Linked DNA regions of Aedes albopictus: region 2 is linked to region 1. The links are chromatin contacts, called in public Hi-C maps. All regions are on one chromosome and are shown on one strand. Each heading gives the region's core, a stretch centred on a gene start, on an enhancer-like site or on the middle of the called end of the contact. The rest is flanking DNA. Distances are from core to core; before and after follow the strand shown. Region 1 holds the start of LOC109431372 (E3 ubiquitin-protein ligase highwire). Region 2 holds the start of LOC109431375 (rhythmically expressed gene 2 protein).

What was found. Hi-C and Micro-C count contacts between places; a contact is called where the count stands out from the background.
Region 2: a contact with region 1 is called in a Hi-C map of embryo, with 4 times the contacts expected there. The contact joins the promoter of LOC109431375 here to the promoter of LOC109431372 in region 1. A contact is called at or near these places in 2 of 3 Hi-C or Micro-C datasets (embryo and whole body).

What each region holds. Positions count from the first base shown.
Region 1 is chr1:159,359,360-159,362,786 of AalbF5, reverse strand. It overlaps LOC109431372 (E3 ubiquitin-protein ligase highwire), which reads right to left and starts at 1,598. Exons shown (of 42, transcript XM_062845647.1): 1 at 1,035-1,598; 2 at 452-766; 3 at 284-392. The coding sequence starts at 1,208. LOC109431404 (diphosphomevalonate decarboxylase) reads left to right here and starts at 1,914. Exons shown (of 7, transcript XM_062845652.1): 1 at 1,914-2,190; 2 at 2,287-2,521; 3 at 2,598-2,668; 4 at 2,867-2,981. The coding sequence starts at 2,464.
Region 2 is chr1:159,506,773-159,510,199 of AalbF5, reverse strand. LOC109431375 (rhythmically expressed gene 2 protein) reads left to right here and starts at 1,488. Exons shown (of 2, transcript XM_062845654.1): 1 at 1,488-1,740; 2 at 1,816-3,374. The coding sequence starts at 1,836. The coding sequence ends at 2,609. It overlaps LOC109431372 (E3 ubiquitin-protein ligase highwire), which reads right to left. Exons shown (of 42, transcript XM_062845647.1): 42 at 2,553-3,427.

The DNA.
Region 1 (3,427 bases), core at 349-2,848:
TTAGAAATGTTTGGTTTATGATCAAACTAACTAAAGCGAAAGCAATCACCATTGGAGTTTTCATTGATCAAGAACGAAGGTTAGAGGATAAGAGGTGATTAGATATCGCCCTAGTTCTAACCACAAATTATGTCAATTAGCAATTGGGAGATGCTACAGTGTGCTCTTGGCAACTTCCGGGAAACCAAATGGCTTCGAGGGTAGTACAGTTGTAAACTTAAAGCTTGACGATATGTTGGAAGGGTACCAAGCTATCGTACCCTGAGTTAACAGAAATACTTACCTTGAATAATATCATAGAGAGACTTCAATGCCTTGGTGCAAATTCTAGGATGTTCCGTTCTAGTTTCCGATATGATTTCAAATAAACTTTCCAAACCAGCTCCAACGATCTACAAAGATTTAAGTACATTACAATGTTATATCTAAATTGAAACTACAAGTCCTATACCTTAGGGACGTTAAAAGTCTGTAACTCTTCTGGTTCGAAGTTATCCTCGAAATCAAACTCGGGAACATCCGTATCTTTGAACGATCCGCCATCCTTAACTTTTTCCTTGCACGACAGGCAATTTTGTTCGTTATCATTACCGGAGTTCTGATGATAGCAGAATGATTTGACCAGCTTGCCCGCGGTTCCTCCCGGCAGATTCAATCTGGCGTTCTTGGTTTCAGCCTCCAGCACAATCGACCGGATCGCATTGTAGATGGCGAATTTGGACGCGTTGGGAGCGACCTCGATCCACGATGATAACGATTCGCCTTCCTGTTGTACCAAATTCAAATTAGTTTTCCCGCCAAAACACTTCCAATGCAACTAAAAAAAACTGGCATCACTGCCCGAACCAAAACAATCGATCAAAAAGTCCAATGAACTTTCTCACCCCCTTACACCACCCCGTTTGACAGCTCAAAGGGGGTGGTTGAAAATAAGAGGGTGAGAACTAAGTTTAAAAATGGCGGCCATTTTTGCAACAACATTAAAATTGGAAAAATACGCCTTACCAGAGTTACCTGAATACTACGTTCCTTACGCTTAATTTTATCATCCTTACATTTCCTGAAGCATATTTAAACAAATGAAATATGTGTTGTGTCGCAGATGAGGGGTTAGTTATGAAATTTAAGGATAGGATTATTTGTACAAAGGATTCCAGTCCTCCATTGAGGAAAATACCTGTTTGCGAGATTTCTAACGAAAATCTCATGAAAACTCTCACTATATCTACCAGCGTCTAGTAGTTCCATCATGACGAACACACTGGGCAACCATTCGGTAAGGAAAACTTCAAAAAATCATCACTTTTCTCAAATTTTCCACGGACGAAAAATTCCGCCGTTGCGAAGTCCTGCGAGTATTTTCACACTTTTCCAGCTTCGTCGAGTGAATCGATGAAATTTGAAAAATCAATACCGACAAAGCTGCACGGTCCGTCAAAATCAGCTGGCCGGATAAACAACAACAAACGCTCTGATTGGTCGGCTGGATGTAAACAAATGCACGTTGCACAAGCGCAGTGGGGAAAATAGCACGTGCTTTTTTGAAATTTTAGATTCCCTGTTTTGAATGTAATGCAGCTCTACACGTTACTGCCACTGTCAGTTTGACGTTTAGCCATATTGGTTGTGATGTACTGAATATGGTGCGACAGTTTTAGATTACTGTACGCACAACATGGATTTCAAGCAACTTCAAGCGCGAATAACCAAGCGAATAACTAAGATGACAATATAATTTTTCCTTGCAGTGCAGAAAACAGAAATGTAAATAATTTTTATAACAAGCCTTAATGGCGATTAAGAAATACATAAAAATACATAATAGTGAATATCATTTTACATATGTACAATAAACATTTTTTGATTGAACTGTTGTTAACAAGTATGTTGAATCAACAAATAAAACAATACTATTATTATTGTACTTACCTAAATTAGAAAGGAATGCGTTGAAGTCCCGATTGTCAGATCAGTAAAGATGGCTTTGGTCATGTTTAATCGAAGCTGGAATCATCATCCACCAAACATATTCGAAATAGTTCGGTAATATAGAAGAATACACTGATCGATTGATGAGTCTCTTTGGATTGCTACAGCATATTCCTCGACTTTATCCGATGATTTCCAGGACGGGACCATATTTTCAACAGGCATTTCTCGCAAAATTGACTCGCCATATCTGCAAATAAGGTAAGTTTTCATTAAACTGCCCAATACCATCGCATAAGCGTTACTCACATCACCAATACCATTACTAACAATACCGGTTGTTTGTTTACATTCCAGAATACCGAAAAAGCAGAAAGCCGAAAGAGAAATTGATAATGAGCGATGTAAATACAGCACATCAGTCTCTTGTGGGGTCTTCCTAAACGCGGACGCAGTGAAGCAGCGATCATTTAGATACTTACTCATACCGTAGTCTGTAGCCACGTCGTCGATCAGATTCTACGAAAGCAATCCATGAAAATGCTCTCTGTTACTTGTATTGCTCCTGTAAATATTGCTGTAATAAAATATTGTAAGTATCAATAGTAAAACACGTAGAAATATTAAAAATTGAATAAAACATCCTTTTTATATTTTCCATATCGAAGGGGGAAAGCGCGATGAAGACCTGATTTTACCACTGAATGACTCCGTTAGTGCGACGCTGTCCACCGATCACGTAAGAAAAAATATCTCGTTTCTCTACTAGACCTTCCCTGCCTATGATCGCATAACTGTCCCATATGAATAGGAAACCCAGCAAATATGGGACTGATATGCGATCATAGGCAGTTCCTATAATACCCACCTACTAGATATTGAAGGTGTGATAAACGACGGGACCGATCCGATCATTATGGATGTAAATTTATTTCAGCTTTGTACGAAAACGACAATCAGCACGTGTGAGAGCTTCACCGAAAATAAAATCGTTCTGAATGGAAAGGAAGAATCGTTTGATAACCCTCGGCTGTTGCGTTGTCTCGAAGAAAGTGAGTATGCGAAATTAGACTGCTGCAAAAAAGGGGCCGAACTATTTGGGCGGAGCTATCGTCCCGAATAAAAATTTACATTAGCCCGGCATTTAATTTTGATTTCCACAACTACATCAAATTTTAACGTACTTCTGTCGTTGAACATTAAAGTAAATTCATTATTGATTGATTGATTTGTCTTTATTTAAGAGACTTTCAGCCCTTGGCTGGTTCGTCTCTTAAATACATTATGGTTTAGATGTGTTTATGTACCTTAAAACGGTGTAATTTTGACAATGCGGATAACTCTGATAGTGCACTGCATATTTTATTTTATAACTATGATGACTTTAATCAGTTAAGGAAAAGGGAAACGTAGATCAAAATGATACATGTGAAAGTCAGTTTCAGCGGTATTTTCATTACAATCAAGCTTATATAAAACTTTTTGGCAAAAAATAAAA
Region 2 (3,427 bases), core at 239-2,738, 150 kb before region 1:
ACGATTGCGATTTGAGTGGTATGTCTGTTTGTCTGTGACATAAGTTTACATGACATATCATGTAAATGTCATGAAATATAATGTAAACATACATCACAGACAAACAGACATACCACTCAAATCGCAATCGTCGCACGATTTAACGGTCATTTTAAAAATGCAGTGTGGTTCGGACTGTGCTCGCATGTGTCATGGTGGCGCTGCTGTGCCTACATCACCTCTCAATTTTCGAGAGAAATGAACGCGACGCCGATCAATGTTTACATAAAATGACTCAATCATGAACCTTCATTCATGTTTTATGAATGGGTGATGCCACGAGGGAGTCGTCACTAAAGACACTGTATGCTAAAGACACGAAATCTGATGATTGTTGCTATTGATGATGATTGTCGCGTCATGACGATGATGCTGTCGAGCAATGCTTTTAAAGCGCGTTTGACAGGTCTCCTGCTCGATTGGAATGACATTGACAGCAAATTTGGAATTCCAATTGGAACATTTCGTGTCTTTGCATATAGTGTCTTTAGTCGTCACCTGCTAAATTGTTACATCGAACCGAGGAAAACAACACCTGCAAATGAATGCTTCGGATTGAGCATTATAGAGGGTGCTAGTGAGATGCCAAACGATGATTTTGAAACAAATTTCTTCTAAGTAGTATGTCTGTTTGTCTGTGCATACATTATATGTCATGTAATTCAGCATGACTCTGAGTGTTTACATGACATGATATGACATAACAGTAAGTTCACATGACCAAAATGAAGTTTACATGACGTGTAAATCTCATTATTGTTATCAGTGTATACTGTCTTGCCTCAAAAGTTTGAAACTCCCCAGAATCGACGACGAGATGAACGAAAACCAGGACGAGGATGTGTTTCACAGCACGGGAGCTTGGCAGTTGGACTGGTGGCGCAAGTTGGATGTTTCTTCTGATAACGGCCACCATCTCTCGCCGGAATACATTCCACAGGTATCCGAGGACCCTGATACGCTGCAGGAAGCGCTAAGCCGGGATGACCGGGACCGATAGATTGAAGCAATGAAGACAGAATTCGATGCCTATTTTGGTCGTAGGATCAAATTTTCCTCGATAGTAAAGAAGGGTGAGCACCGGATCAGTTCGAAACAGGCATAGTGTCGACACTGCTCGCCTTTCAAAGACAAGGTGAAGAAAAGATGTTGGGTTTATGAGAACTAGAACTATAAATATTGAACGCTCCTTCCAAGTTGTGGACTACCAAATGCATACCCAAGTACCTAACTGGAATAGACTGAAATGTAAGAAATTCAATGTGGTTCGTCGGATAAAAAGTAAAGTGATGTTCGCTAAATTTATGGTGAATCAACATCCTGTGATGTTCATCTCGTGTTAACCCCTCGATGCACGCAACCAGCACGTCATATTGTTAATGCACATCATTGCGATGTTCATTCGTCGTGGGCCGAGGGGTCGCTTGATCTTCTCTTGTGTGCGGCGAACGAAGATTAATAAAAATTGCATTCGGACGAAACGAAAAAGATAAGAGGATGCACGGCGTAAACAAAGTGAGTTCACAATGATTTGTTGTTCTGTGATGTAAACGCTCGTAAAACTTCCTCTTCTGCGGTGCTATTTATTTAGGCTTACTGAATTCTGAAATTTAGTCAACATGAATTTATAAAACGACAAATCTGTGTTATTAGTGCTGAAGTTAATGTAGATTGTGCAAATCTAATAGTGATAGTTCAAAGGTAAGCAGCTTCATGTGTTTGTAGGATGACTGATAAAAAAAATCCATTCTCTTTGTTATCGCTCATCACAGCAAGACTAGACAAGAAGGCCAACAATGAGCATCAACTCGCGACTGGTGCGGAAGAACTTGTCCCGCTTCAAGTTGGTGACCTTCGATGTGACGGATACTTTGTTGAGATTCTCTCGTCCACCGGAAATGCAGTATGCTATGGCAGCTCGCCATCTAGGATGCCACGGCATCGAGGAGCAGGCCCTTTCGGTATGTTTCGGAAAGCACTTCAAGCGAATGGCACGTGATTATCCTAACTTCGGCAAGGGATCAAAGTACGACTGGCGTTGGTGGTGGCGGACGCTGGTCATGGACATTTTCCGCGATTCCCATCGGCACCTGAGCGAGGCGATGCTCGGGCGTGTCGCTGACCAGCTCATAGAAGACTACGCAACAGGATACTGCTGGACCAAAGTCGATATGGCCGACCGGATGGTGGAATTGGCGCGTGCCCATGGCAAGCAGATAGGAATAGTATCCAACTTTGATCCAAGATTGAGCCACATACTGGAGGCGATGAAAATTCCGACTGATTTCATTGTGACAAGCTACGATGTTGGCATTCAGAAGCCTAGTCAGGAGATTTTCGACTTTGCGTTGAGTCTCTGCAGCTCGTCGGTGCTTCCTGGCGAAGCATTGCACGTTGGCAATACTCCCAAGCTGGACTATGTAGGTGCAAAACGGGCCGGTTGGGCCAGTATTTTGGTTAATGTGAATAAACAGGAAGTTTGTTCGGATTCAGAAATAGACCCAAGACATGTGTTTGCAAATTTTCAAGAGTTTATTCACGCGTTAGAGACTACTGAAATGAAGTGGTAGATTGTTACACATAGTTCTGTTTTTATTATTGTAGCTAGATCGGTTTCTCATTTCTGATTGCTGAAGTGTACATAATAGAATATACGTTTAGAGTAAATATGAATACAGACCATAAGATCTGGATACCTGCCGTTCTATGGTTTGATAAAAAAGAAAACCTTGGGATTAGTTTTCTACAGTGTTGAAAAATTCATTTTGTCATATCTAAATTCAATCACCTACAGCACATTTTAGAAGCTTAACCTGAGAATATGGTATATGAAAAACTTGTGCGGCTAGACCAATTCTGCTAGAAAGTCACGGAAAAACTGCTATTTTTTGAATATTTAAGGTAAATGTCACGGACTACCTTCGAAAAACCCCAATGATATTCACGGTGAATATCATTTGGCATTTTTCGAAGGTAGTCCGTGACATTTACCTTAAATATTCGAAAAATAGCAGTTTTTCCGTGACTTTCTAGCAGAATTGGTCTAGCCGCACAAGTTTTTCATATACCATATTCTCAGGTTCAGCTTTTAAAATGAGCTGTTGGTGGTTGAATTTAGATATGGCGAAATGAATTTTTCAGCACTGGTTTTCTAGCCTCAATCAGCGTATTTCAGTGCTTGACTATCTTTCTGCTCTACAAAGTTACAACAAGAGGTTTAAATAATTCCTAACTGTATGAAAGGTAATAACAAAAACAGTCATCAATTTGTTGAGATCGCTAGCTTTATCTAGTTGTTAGTACCGTAAAGCAAAGGGCAACACTTTTATTTAATACCTTTTTTTCGTATTATTTTTGATGACGTTCGGGTAGACATGCCTGTCTTTGA